Linked DNA regions of Sus scrofa: region 2 is linked to region 1. Evidence: chromatin contacts called from public Hi-C data. All regions are on one chromosome and are shown on one strand. The core of a region is the stretch at or near the end of the contact, and the rest is flanking DNA. Distances in the headings are between cores, read along the strand shown. Region 1 overlaps FBXL7 (F-box/LRR-repeat protein 7). Region 2 has its middle 210 kb from the start of MARCH11.

Region 1 (7,712 bases), core at 3,977-6,476:
GAAAAACCTGTGGGCAATGTCTTCCCAGGATCCTTACATGGGAAATATCCAAGTGCCACATATTGTATTATTCTGCTAATAAAACAGTAATATTTCAAAAGCAAAGCTTGATGCTCAGGTTTTTAAAGATATGGTCTGACTGTAGAATAACAACTCATATTCATATTTGCATGAAAATACAGACTGAGTGTGGACTGGCAAATTTATATGCCGACTGGTGAATTTTAAAGCAAAGAGAGCCAATACCATTAAAATGAAAATAATTGTATATGATTCAGAATCCTAAATCATTGCCATATGTTACTTGGGTGACTCCCAACATTAGAAAAAAGAGAAAAAAAAAACCCATGTTTTATTCTACCTATTTATTTCTTGAGATGATTTTGAAACATGGATTTTAAATGTACTTGAAGAGCAGCTGCCAGATTTCCAAAGTATTCAAAAAACTTAAAAAAAGTCTATAAATTTAGCGTTTTGGTAGTTACAACTTTCCAGGGATAAATGGCTTAGCAAACAGACAAACAAAAGAGTTGTAACCAATAAGCTTCATTAAAAAAAAAAAGATAATTAGATCACAAGGTGAAAAGAAAGGCTTAAAATGCCTCTCAACTGTGAAGGGTTAATTTAGGGTCACTATTAAATAATGATATGAAAATTCACTGTTACTTAATGAGCTTGTTAGTGAAACTCTGTAAAGAAAGCTATATTAAAACCCTAATAACCCAGGGCAGTGGCCCAGGTTTCTGAAGGTCATGAATGACCATTCAAATTAAGAGTGTATGACTAATATTGATCTTTTCTCCTACTTCACTTTCCCCATTTCATTAAAAATTCTAAGAACCTAAAGGCCGCATAACTTCCTAGAAATTAAAAAATGCTAAGCAATGTAGGAAATCTTACCTGGACAGGCTTCCTGGGGGCATTTGTTGCACTGTTTCCAATTCTGTATCAGATCCAGTGAAGTTTTTTGCTAGTTAATTGACATGATTTGGTAAACGCTATGTACTAATTATTGGCAGAATATAGCAATATTCTGCATATCACTCTAAAATTTCTACTACAAATTCTGGTTGGCCTTTCCAACATCCCACAGCAGGTCAGGGAGAGACTAAATCTAGACTTAAACCTTGGCACTGAAAGCTCACAAGGTCCCCTAGAACTTTGAATCTTCAGTTCAGGCAGAATTCCTGATTGGCTTTCAGGCAACTCCTACCACATTACCTGAGTATGACAGGTCAAGAAACAATCTCGGAAGGTGTTCCATTAGTTAGAGAGGGTCCCCGCTGGGGGGGATTTGCACATTCTATTTGGCTGATGAAAAACAATCCTTTAAGCCTACATTCCTAAACTCCAACTAAGGTTTATTCATTCACTCAACTTATGGTTGCCAGATTAAATACAGGACACCCAGTTAAGGCTGAATTTCAGATAATCAGTGATTTCTTAGCATGAGCATATCCCAAATATTGCATGGAGCATACTTATACAAAACCGATTATGCATTGTTTTAACTAGGTATCCCATATTTAAGTGGGCATCCCACATTTTTATTTGGTAAACCTGGCAATCCTGATTACATCTCATATTAATAACAACCAGTGACACCTACAAAGCACCAACTATGCCAGGCATTGAACATGTTTTCATGTGCTTTTAATTCTAGCAATAACCTCTAAGGTAGTTATTATCCCCATTTTACAGGTGTGAAAAATGAAAGCACAGAAAATTAAAGAAAACATTCTCTTATGAAATCAAGTATTTTACGCTAGACCCTCAAGCTTAGATGGCGTCCCATTTTGTGAGTATATAGAGGGTCAAGGTTTTCCATAGAAAACAGTCCTGAGTTGCTTGAGCACAAGGACAAATGCTTGCTCAAGGTCCCTAATACTCTTTGGCGTGGATTATTGTGCATACTTACAATTTGGAAAATATCCACAGCAGGTGTTACCAATTGCCCACTGCAGCCATTAGGATACTCACAGAATATTGAATTTTAAGCAATGACATTCTAGGTGAGCCTTCCAAGATAAACTGGCTACAATACGTGCCCCTTAACAGCCAAATGGTTTGACCTGCTATTTGTTTGATCAAGCTATTTAAATGAGCACCTACACCAGCCAAAATGAAGATTTCTGTTTTAATATAATTCCATTTATTATGCCCCTCGGATACATTGGATCTAGGAGAAAGACACATTAAAAAATTGAAATGCAGTAAACTGAACGTTAGTTATGTAAGTGCAGAGCAAAGAATGGCCATCTACCTCAAGGCCATGGACTAAAAGAAGGTCTTCATGGAGGAGATTCTCTTAAAGAACAAGGAAGGGTTCATTGGGTAGGAAGTTGGGAAGGTTATTGAAGGTGAAATTGACAATGAAATGGAGAGAACCCTGCTTCTCATCATCATTAAGCAGCCAGATCCACCATTCTTTGAGCACTTTCTTAGCATTAAAAAAAAATAAAGCCATAGGGTCAGCCCAGAGGAGAATGTCAGGTTCTCTACCTCTACAATGTCAAGACACTAGTATAAAGAGCATGTTAGAGTCTGTTACTTCGGCCAGAAATGGAGGTTCCTGGGCCAGAAACTGAATCTGAACCACAACTGTGACCTACAGCTGCAGCGACGATGGGATCCTTACTTACCCCATGGGCGCCTGGCCAGAGTCAACCCACACCTTAAGAATTAAGTCAAATTCTTAATCCACTACGCCAGAGCGGGAACTCCCCTCTCTGTTTTTTAATATCAATTTTTTCTTTTTCTGCAACAGACTAGGCATAAGATTAGATCTCAGTGTGATGAACAGAGCAAAGAGAAGATCACAGAACATGCTGATGCTACTCTTCCTTACCTTGTACTTCACAGACTGAAGTTTACACCCTCTAGCCACTATTTTCTCAAAGTACTAAAGTCTTAAAAGCTCACCTACATTTTCTAAGAATCTGTGGACATTAGACATTCAGTCTTCAGTGAGGAGTCTAAAAATATTTTGAAATGTGAATTTTCTCTAATATTTTCAAATATGTTAGTTTGTACCTAAGAAGTGGGAAATAAAGACTGCAAAAGAATGAACTAATGCAGATATTGGTCAGACACACAAAAATATCACAAAGCGTTGGCTGCAGTACATTCGATTTTGCTCTCGAGAGAGGACTTGTTTTCAGCCTGGCCCCTGTTAACTAGGGAAGAAATGTGAACCGTGCCTTCAAGTTTCCATAGCATGTTTCTTGTGATTTTCAGTTCCCTAAAAGCTCCATAAGGAGGCTTAGATGATGTACTTTAGGCAGAGTACAATGAGCACTGGCCTGGGAATCAACAGAACCTGTGTTTGCTCTTGGCTTTGTTTGTGACTTGGGCAGGTCATCAAATTGGAGTTTCTCCTTTTCCTCATCCCTCAAGGGACAACTGAAGTTGACAAGGGCTCCAATCCCCTCTGGCTCTAACGAATTCTACTTCTATAACTTAAGTCCTTCAATGGAATCACTGTTATCCATTTGCATTTCAATTTTTTTTTTAATAATAGATTTAGCAAAATTGCAAGTGACCTAGGAGAGTATCCAGAGAAAAAATGATAATGCCTCCCATGGACCTGCAACCATACAAATTCAGAAATTAGGAAATAGTTAAAATAAAATTCTCAGAGCTTCATACTTTGCAAAAGGAATTGAAATAATTTCTAATTCTGATAGAAATATGACAGGTCTTCTCCATTCAAATGCATGTGTGATCCTTCCTTCTGTTGGCAAGAAACCAGTGAAAACCTCAAACAATCCTAAGTAAGTAAATTGCGAAGTTACTTTCATTGGGAGTTGTAAGATCTATTCAGCATTTTACAGCAACATATGTGGTGTTTTATTGGATCGGGACCTTGTATTCCATACAAAGCCATTTTTTTTTCCAAATAAAGATGATTTTACTGGATTCAGTTCAGATAATATTAACATTTATGGACTAGGTCCAAACTCTCCTTGGTTTCTAGTAATCACATACGAATGAGCATGGCCACAGCAATTCTATTAATATATTTACTTCTGTCAGAAGCTGCATTAGCAAGCATAACAAGAAAACATAAGAAAATAAACACTGAAAATTGGAGTTTTAAGCGATTCTTTATAGCTTATGGATTTTATTAAATAAATGCCAAAATAATTAAATTACTACAAAATTTTAACTAAATGTTTATTATTTATTTTGGCTTAAAATTAAAAAAAACCCAGAAAGTTTACAGTATCTGATGTTCCAAAATTAATATATTTGATTTACTAAAATAAAAACATCTCACAATGAATTAGGTTCACATCTGAAACACACAGAATAGCTTTGACATTGTTTATGCCTCTTGGAAACTCTTCTAACTTTGGAACCTCGGTTTTGCATCTGTAGAAAGACTGTCTTGGTAATTTTAAAAGTGTCTTTGAACTCTGAGAATTTATGTTTCAAGATAACAGCTTTCAAAAAGTACCAAGAGGACCTTGAGACTTTTGTTAGATCAATTCCAAAGATCTAACGTTAAAAAAAAAACACACATACCACTTTTCCAACATCAGCCAGCAGTGAAACTGAGTTATTTAGATTAAGCAACACTGGCAAAGGGGGATTATGGTATTTGTCTACCACGAGGAAGAAAATTATCATTGTTTTAAATCAACAGATGTTATGTTCTCCTTGGAACCACGCTTCCCTTTTGTTGGAAAATGCAGACGTTAGGAACTGCTCAAAACAGCAGAGGGCGCCACAATCACAACCAAACCAAACCAAAGGAAAATCTTGGCCTCACACCAGTGTGGGGAGAAGTCCTAAGCCAGGATGTCTGAAAATGAGCCATGGCCAGGTGGGAGCAAGGCGTTTTCAGAATGTATTTGGGAAACTGCCAATAAAATGGTTTACACTTCATCTTAGCATCCACGTCCAGATCAAAGGCTATGATCTTGGGTGTCTTGGGTATCTTCTGGAGTATTTCATTGATTTTGAGACACTTATTTGAGAAAGAAGATGGTGCCAGGTTAGAGCATGTCCAGGGCAGGAGGCAGAGAGACAAGTTTGGAGTATGGGGAATCATTGAGCAGAGGGTCAGCATAGCTTGGGGACCAGAATCTCTGGGGTAGAGGTTTTGCACACTTGAGATGGTCTCCCGTGAAGCAGGAAAGAGGCTCATGTGTCACTGGAGAGCATCAGTCTGGGACAGATGGAGCTCACAGAAGGCAGGATTGTGTCACTGTGGGGAAGAGTTTTACAACAAGTGGAGTCACACACAACTGAGTCAGAGTGCTTGGGAAGTCTCCAGGCAACGGATGTCCACACTTGATTCAAAGACCTTGGAGATTTATGAATCTGGTGAGAGGCTGGAGTTGATGACTAAGAGTCTAAAATCCTAATGCATTAATTACACTTGTCATTATGTCCAATTGTAGAGAATCTGATTTACTTCTAGGAAATAGGTATGAGATGCTTTTGAAACATGAGCCTATTATTTCCAAATATCAGGTCCTAACAATGGTGATGAGCTCAGAGATCAGTTCTTAAAACAAACTAATGATTATAATGATTATCAAGTAAATATAAGAATGATCACAGAATTTGCTAGTGGTTCTTCTCTGTTAATACAGAATTGGACTCAGTCAAGTGTCTGGTTATTATATGCACGTGTATATTCATCCATACCTATGCACAGACACCCACACAAACATGCATATTTATAGGCAGAAAAGTAGAAATTGGCTATATATGGAAACAGGCATTCTTCTTGTGAAGGCAGAAGAGTCCTATCTAGTCATTGCACAAAGTAATGCAAGGGCTTCTGAGACTTGCTTGCTTGCATTCAAATCCAGTCTCTAGTACTTACCAGCTGTGTAGCCCTGTGCAACCTACCTAGTCTCAGTGGCTCTCAAGTGGTCCCCAGAATGACAATGTCAGAATCAGTTTCCCCTGCAAACTTGCTATAAGTGCAAATTCTCAGGCCACACCCCAGCCCTCCTGAATCAGAAACTCTCTGAGAGTAAGGTCCAGCAATCTATTTAACAAGCCCTCTAGGTGATTTCTGATGCACACTAACATCTGAGAACCACGTGCCTCGGTTTCCTTGTCTATAAAATGGCCATCTATAGGGTTATGGTGACAAATGAATGTTTACATATATAGTGTGTGTACAATAGTGTGCAATAATGCACTATGAAATATGTGTTTTTAATATTACTACTCAAATCTCAAAGAAAAAAAGTAACATCAGCTGGAATATCCATGCTATTTGGAAGCAGAATCAATGGGAAAACAGTTATTTTGCTAAGTGCCATCATTTAAAAAATGAACCCGCTGAAATATGGGATAGAGAAATACCTAGCCTTCATAAAGCAGAGTTGACAGGAATTCCTCCAGAGGAAAGGCCATCCAGGTTTGTTCATTAGAAAACAAACAGTCCCCTCACCTTACTGTCTGGATCCACACACTCACGCTGGCACCTTCTGAGGGGCATCATTTGGATTCACTGGCTCACCTCAGACCCCACATAGGATGATCTTTACTGAGGCAGTTAAAGAAGCTTGGTCTACACTATCATGCCTTCATGTCCATCCCCAAGATCAAAGTTAATCTGGGCTATGAAGTTCTTCCTAACTGAGAAATAAGAGTGAGCTCAGCCAGGTGCTATTAGGGTGAGGGGAACATGAGGACTTTCTCAGGCACTTTCAGCTCATCTCCCTGAAACCCCAGAAAAGCTGCTCTTGACTTCGTAGTGGTTATAGATGAGGGCTCTGGAATTTCTTTAATGCTTTTCGGTGCAGAAAGTCTTTAATCTTTCATTTCCGAATATGCCAAAAGGGGATGGTGATGATGATGGTGATAATATTATGTTCCTTGTAGGTCTGTGAGGGTCAGTTAAGAGAAAGAATAAGACAGCAGCCACCTAGCAAGCATCCCGTATGCATTCACCACTGCTGAGTTATTACATCTCATGACTACGTACATGATGGTCTGAGATATTAAGTAAATCGCTCAACATCCCACAGCCAGTAAATGGCAGAACTGGAATTCTAAGCCCAATGGGACAACAGAATAAATGGGTGTCCCCTGTTTAATACTTTCCTGAGAGCTGTCATTTTACAGCAACTTGAGACTAGTCTCCCTCAGGAATTATAGGAGAGGCTGATTCACATACAACTATGAAATTAGAAAAAAAATCTTCACAAGATGAAGATTGTTGCAAATAATCTAAAAAAACTTTTTTAGGTAAAGATGTATCTTGATAATATAAGTAAAATTATGGTTCTAATTCATAAATTGCCAATGACGTCTTACCTTTGGAAATTCACAACAAAGCTATCCAATTTATTTGTTTATTTATTTATTTAGTCTTTTTAAGGGCATACCTGCGGCATACGAGGTTCCCAGGTTAGGGGTTGAATAGTAGCCACTGGCCTACATGGGCCACAGCCATAGCACGCCAGATCCAAGCTGTGTCTGCGACTGACACCCCAGCTCACAGCAACGCTGGATCTTTAACCCACTGAGTGAGGCCAGGGATCGAGCCTTCGTCCTCATGGATATAGTCAGATTCATTTCTGCTGAGCCATGATGGGAAATTTATTTTTTTATTAAAGTAGAGTGGATTTCCAGTCATACATAGATGACATTCTGTTTCTCATATTATCTTCCATCATGTTCTATCCCAAGAGACTGGATATAGTTCCCTGTGCTGTATGGTAGAGTCTCATTGCAAAGCT
Region 2 (6,642 bases), core at 2,925-5,424, 150 kb before region 1:
TTATTACAGGTTAATATAGGTTCAATAAATAATTTTTGAAGAACATGTAAATATGTAATATGAAAATGTAAGATCAAAGTGAGTGCACATGTTGACATAGCTGCTTTCAAAATTAATTTGACTGTAAATCCATTAATTGACAGTAATGATCTTATTCCTTTTTCTGGCCTCAGGGTCAATGTTCCTTAGAGAAAACTCTCTTGAGTTCAAAATCTAAGTCACATCTGTTCTTGTTATTCTTGTTTAAAGCACCTAAATTCTTTTGTCTTCATTTCCCTTATCACAAGTAGTCATTTATGTCTATTGTTATGTATTCATTTAAAGCTGTCTCACCAGAGCAGAGGTTGTATCTTGTGGTCCTTTGATGTACCTCCAACACAGTACATAGTACCTGCTCAATAAAACTATGTTAAATTAGAGACATGAAATAAAGAGCAGGTAACAACTCTGCTTACTAGTTCAGAAGACCACTGGATTATTGCCGACATCCTGAATGTCAAGCTTTAAATGCATTTGGACAAAGAGGAGTTATGTTAAGAACAGAGGAGCCAATCTATTATCAAAGTTAATCCTAAACTAGAGAGGAGATTTGATTCTAAGTTATATAAAGAAACGCATTCATTTAGCCCATTGAGAACAGTCTCAAGAGTACGGACACAGACAGTGACAGTTGCCTGCTATCTACAGATAATTGTAAGGGTTGTCTCTGAAGGAGGAAGTATCATCACACGCAGCCACAAACACATTTTTTTTTAATGTGGTTTTATGGGGTAGTCTAGGATCCATGTTGACAATGACAATTACTGGACTTGTCAATTACACTTGAGATCAATATAAAGAAACAGTATTTTTTTCTTTTTCTTTTTTCGGCTGCACCTGCAACATATGGGAAGTTCCCAGGCTAGGGGTTGGATCCAAGCCACATTTGTGACACACTCCACTTGTATAAGGCTGGATCCTTAACCCACTGAGCAAGGCCAGGGATAGAACCCACATCCTCATGGAGAATAGTTGGGTTCTTAACCCACTGAACCACAATAAGAACTCTAAGAAACAGTATTTTAATAGTTAAATCTATGCACAAGTAGAATGAACAACTTTAGGAAGTCTTCAAATCTTCAACTAGGCAGACTCTTAGGGGGTACATTAGAGTAAACATAATTAAGAAATGGCATGGGGTTTAGACCTGCGGGATACAGACAGCACTGGAGAGTTTGGGCTCTTCATGGCTGCCTTGTGAGGGCTGGTCAGATGCTCTTCACCTTCTAACCTCAAAGGTCTGCAGAAATTCTTATAAAGCCCATAGTTTCTTAGAACCAGGCTACTCTTGAAAGAGGCTGAGTAGAAAAGCTAGCTTTTTATGTTTGATGTATATAGGGTATGTCACTGAAACTGTAGTGTTTTATAAGTTCATAACAAATGGGTGATGATTTAATAACTCCACTTTTCAAATAAAACATGAGGAATCTAAACAAATTGCCCAAACTGCCTATTAACCTTGATTTATTGGTAACAAAAGCAATTACATACTCTTAGTAATATAAGCCCCATGTAGATACAATATTCATATTTGTTAAAGCACATTTTTTTTCTGTACAGCAAAAAGAAATGAACTATTTTTCAAGTAAACCAAAATTTAGCAGCATTTTTATTAGCAAATAATATTGTTATAGACAACCATGAGTATATAATTCAGAGTTGTCATCTTTTTCAAAAATCTATAGTCTTAGGTTGAACTGTTGTAAATTGACCTCGTAGGAGTAGATGGAGTCTTGGCCAGATGTCTTCTTCATCTTTATTCACTATTCACTTAGATCCTAGAATGAGTGTCCAATATTCTGGAAAGTTTTGTCCTTAGAACGAAGATGATAAAATACTTCAATGGTTTACTTCATCTATTAAGTACCTGAATGGGATGATTCATTTCTTCCCATCATCCTTCAGTCCTCCAACAATCTCACCAAGTCCCACTTGGGAAAAAGAACAAGTCAGCACCTTTCACAGCTTATGTTGTTTGTAGGTGTTGTATCATTATTTTCTCTATCTTATATTCTTACAATTACTCAGAATATCATTTTAAGATTCACTACTCAACAGATCCATTTGAATAAGAGTAATGAGCAGACATCAGATAGCTTTGGAGGACACTGGTTTTATCAGTGCACATAGTATATAAAAATGCCCAGATTCAGCAGGGATGTTCTTTTCTCAATTACAATTAATATTGCATGAGCTCCGTTGCCAATTTTCCTGCACTCATTTTTTCCCCTTCAAATTTCTTTTTAATCTTGTTTCTTTCCCACAAATTATGAGGCAAACTAGCTGTGCTGAGGCAATCTGCCGCACCAATAAATCAAGGTTTCCCATAAAACTGTACAATTTCTTACTGATGGCACTTGAAGAAGAAAGTTATTAAATCATTACTCATTTAATATAAATTTTTAGGATGAGTTCATATTTCTCACTGTGTACTTGGCTGAGGTCACAGTATGGAAATCTAGATATTGTGTAGAAAACCTGGGCAAGATCTCAGTGACTTCCAGGTCTTCAGACTTAATCTGCTACTGCTAAGGACTGAATAGATGGGAAGGTAATTTTCGAGGATGTCTGTTTTCTTTGAACTGTGACATGCAGGGCCAAAAGCCACAGGGGAAAAAATGTTCTGGAGTCAGGGAATGCCGGAACGACACCCTTGCTTGGACATCTCATGGAGTGAGTCCCTCTTCTTCATCTCTGCATTCTCATGGCTTTGCTCTGTACACTCTAGGTGCTCATTGGCTGATGAGATGAATTTAATGCTTAGTCATTAGAGAGCAGAGGAGAGAGACAAACTGCTACAGATGAAGAGAGATAACTCATTTCTTTTGTCAGGTAGGCTTATCCTTGCTTTTCTTGGAGGGAGTGTGGTTACAGTAGGGTTCCCTGGAGGAGGGTAGCAGTAGGCTTGGCAGTTGGGACAAAGATTCCTCTCTGTGGGGTAGGGGTTGGTCTCTCAAAGCACCCAAGGTCGCCACAGTCCTGAAGCATGAAACTTCAAAGTTTTATTGAGAGTCCCCAATGTGGAGTCCTCGGGTGTGGTTGCATGTGCCCCTAGCCATGGCTTCTCAAGAGGCGAAGGCTGGAGGATGGCTTGATCCCAGCAGTTCTGGGTTGTAGTGCATAGTGTTGATACGGTGTCCGCACTAAGTTCAGCATCAAGGGACCACCAAGTGGCTTAAGGAAGGGTAAATTGGCCCAGGTCAGAAATGGAGCAGGTCAAAACTCCCATGCTGATCAAAATGAGGAGTCCTCAAAGGGCAGAAAAGTCTGTCCCAGACCTGTTTTTTTTTTTTGTTTTGTTTTTGTTTTTTTAATAAAAATCTGCTCTATCATAAACTCTAGAGGTACGGGTGCTTCTCTGACAGCAGAATGAAAATCTCTCAGAAGCTGACTCTCAGTATTTAGTTCTCCGAAACCTTGCTTATAAACCAAATGGTAACCTACTGAACAGCATGTGTTGAATGGAGAACCCAATAAAGCTGAAATCGTTCCCAGCATTGCATTTATACCATGAGGACTTTTACAGCCATAATGTCAACTACAGTGGTTCTAGTTTTGTTTACTTAACCAGCCATGGAGGTAGGTTGACCAAAGAGTTAGTCCCATTTAGTCCATGAAACTGAAACTTTACCATTACGGATTCATTTCTTTGCCTTGAGTACTGACCTCTTGGATGCAGATTAATATATTAAGTTACTACTACCTTAGAGTGAAAGAGTTTAGAAGAAAAAGTGGGGATATGAGAAGCTTAAAGTAGTGGTGGGGAATATGAAAAGATTTAAATCAAAAATTAATATTTTTGTCTGGGGGAACCCATCTATAAGCATAAATTTCACAGACTCTTCTCAAGCAGAATTTCTCCACCTTGTCATAGGGAGGGAAAATTTTTGTTGTATACTGTACATTGCAGAATGTTTAGCACTACCCCTGCCCTATAACCACTGGACAACACTGGTAGCCTCCAACAATGGAGACAACAATGTCTCTAGACTTTGCCAAAAATGTCCCCTGGGGGGCAAAATCACCCCAATGAGAATCATTGTTCTAGTGTGAATTATCCTCTTGGAGACGCTAAGGGTAGAATCGGTATAACCGATTTCTCCCATAGATGGAGCTCTTGATCAACGAAGTGTTTCATTAAAAGGGCAATGGTGAATCTAACCAGAAGGAATAACAGTTAGATCACAGGCCACTCGGTCAATTGCAAAGTGCTTTGCTTTTGTCCCTCTTCTGAGTCAGCAAGAAATGGACAGCCCTGGGAAGTTCTGGTTTCTAATCCCTGCCTTGACCTCTATGTGATGGTCAGAAAGGTTGGTTTTGAAGCTGGAAGGGGCTAGCTGGCCAGGCCTCATCCAGGGAGGTTCCCAGGCCAAGCTGGACCAAGGCCAAGGTTTGCAGAGCATTGCGCAAAACAGCAGGACACTCATATGCTTTTGATATTGTGAAATCATTCCTCGTTACTCTGTACATTTTGTCTTTAAATTGCTTTCATCATTTTATGTGGTCTGTGGCACACACCTCATTTCTTTCAGCTTGCAGCTCTAATATTTCCAGCAGTTAGCTCTCTTAACAGAAGTGCCTTGTATTTTTAGCCAAGGAGTCAACATTATGTTAGGGAGTGGAGGTGAAAGGTTGGAATACAGTGCCCTGAAGTGAGAGGCAGCTAATCTCATAAAACGTGTAGTTGCTCGAAAAGGAAGAATATTCCTTAATGACCACAGTGATGATAAAGAAAGCCTCGACGTTCCCTGTGACATTTTGCTGAGATTACCTGGGACTGGTTTTGCACTAGACAAATTGTGCTTCTCATTTGCCAGCTCAATGCAAGGTCATGCTACTGAAAAGCAACGGTGGTGCTTCTTTCATGAGAATGTATGTTCACCCTTAATGCTTTCCTCTCCCACCTGTGAAGGGAGAGAGTTGACAGGTACAGGATAGCGTAGACACTCAGAGCTGACATTCTCTTCATTTGCCACTAGCAGCAGACTGTCCAATGTCAGGACCAAAATTCATCATAGCTGGGAGCTGTTTATTACCAGTAAACTCTTTTGAACAAATTCCATAAAGACTCCTGTTGATAGATGAATACCCTGGAGGCAGAGATTCGGGCCCATAGGGAACTTTCTTTAAATTCATTTAATTCAATAAGTACTTTTAGGGGTCAACTATGTGCAGATATAAACTTGGTTCCATTTAGGGCAATGACGTCACTCCCAGACATCAGCACAGAAGCCCATCTGGGACACCATCTTGGCCACGTCTGCTTGTCAACACTCCACAATCTCCTTTTCAGAGCCTCTCAAGGGATCTTTTTCCTTTGTCTGAAGTAGTAGCAACACCATGGGATGGGATGCTTCACCTTTAGCTGGGTATGAGGAGTTCAAAAAGCAAGTCACATACTGTCTACTCCCATTAATGCGTCCTCTGTCACTAGCAGTGACAGAAGTGGAAGTTTTGCAAATCAAGGAACCTGATTTAGGCTGAGCATGCTATTTGGATTTGTGTTTTTACAGATCTCCTTAGATGTTTCTATATGTGTTACTGGCCTAGAACCACCGCTTTGATGCATAGATTCTTAACCCTGGCTACACATTGTGGTCACATGGGAGAGCTTAAAAAATACAGCTGCCTGGGCCTGCTCCCCAGAGATTCAGATTCCATTAGTTGAGAGGCAGTGTTTCTCCATGGAAAAGTAATAAAATTTACATTGGTGGTTCTCAATCCTGGCTCTACATTAAAATAAGCTGGGGGGGTGGATTCTTTAAGTTTCTTGATGCCTGAACCCCATCCCAGATCAATTAAAATGAATCTCTAGGCTATAGCCCCAGCATCCATACTTTTTAGTTCCTCAACTTGAAGCCACTGATGCAAATTCTGCTACTTTCACATGGAGACTATACCAGCAATTAAAAATGCAGGAAGGGGAGTTCCCGCCATAGCTCACTGTTTAATGAAACCCACTGGCATCCATGAGGATGTGGGTTCCATCCCTGGCCTCGCTCAGTCGGTTAAGGATTTGGCGTTGCTGTGAGCTGTGTTATAAGTCACAGATGAGTCTCGGATCCCATGTTGCTGCACCTGCAGTGTAGGACAGCAGCTGCGGCTCTGATTCTACCCCTAGCCTGGGAACCTCCGTATGCTTCGAGTGCAGCCCTCAAAAGACAAAAGACCAAAAAAGAAAAGAAGAAAACCACAGGCAGGAAGGGTTACTAAAAGAAGGGTCAGCTCAGGATGGTTCTTTGCACATAAGGAGACAAAAGCCAAACATTTCTTCTGGAATCCATGGCAGTGTGTGGTGTGTTGTGGGTATGTGTATGAGTATGTGAACATATTCAGGACAGGTTTTGTAGAGCTGCACGAACAGCAATAGGATGCTTATGATTAAGAAAAAATAAATTCTGTACCACAAACATCTCTTCCTACCTGTACACGTCCTACATGCCTCAGGCTGTCAGGAAAAATAAGGTGAGGAAGACTGAGTCCTTTCTCATGCTTCAGAGGATTGTAATATAAGAAGGAACTATTGTTTTGACAGGCTTTATATAGTCAGAGAGAAGCAAGAGAGAAAAAGGACCTAATTTGGGCCCACATCCCCTAATCAGT

Evidence for each region. Hi-C and Micro-C count contacts between places; a contact is called where the count stands out from the background.
Region 2: a contact with region 1 is called in a Hi-C map of embryonic fibroblasts, with 2.7 times the contacts expected there. The contact joins two enhancer-like sites. A contact is called at or near these places in 4 of 47 Hi-C or Micro-C datasets (embryonic fibroblasts, heart right ventricle, mesenteric adipose tissue and 1 more) and 1 of 2 datasets of contacts at active chromatin or transcription factors (skeletal muscle).

What each region holds. Positions count from the first base shown.
Region 1 is chr16:5,097,960-5,105,671 of Sscrofa11.1, reverse strand. All of the region lies in intron 2 of FBXL7 (F-box/LRR-repeat protein 7), which reads right to left. Among named protein-coding and RNA genes, the nearest start is that of FBXL7, 320 kb to the right of the region's middle. Within about 2 kb of position 5,226, at least 2 of the 83 cell types and tissues checked have an H3K27ac peak or open chromatin away from gene starts, as enhancers often do. A contact at or near this core is called in embryonic fibroblasts, where this site is marked.
Region 2 is chr16:5,246,498-5,253,139 of Sscrofa11.1, reverse strand. No RefSeq gene overlaps it. Among named protein-coding and RNA genes, the nearest start is that of MARCH11, 210 kb to the left of the region's middle. Within about 2 kb of position 4,174, at least 15 of the 83 cell types and tissues checked have an H3K27ac peak or open chromatin away from gene starts, as enhancers often do. A contact at or near this core is called in embryonic fibroblasts, where this site is marked.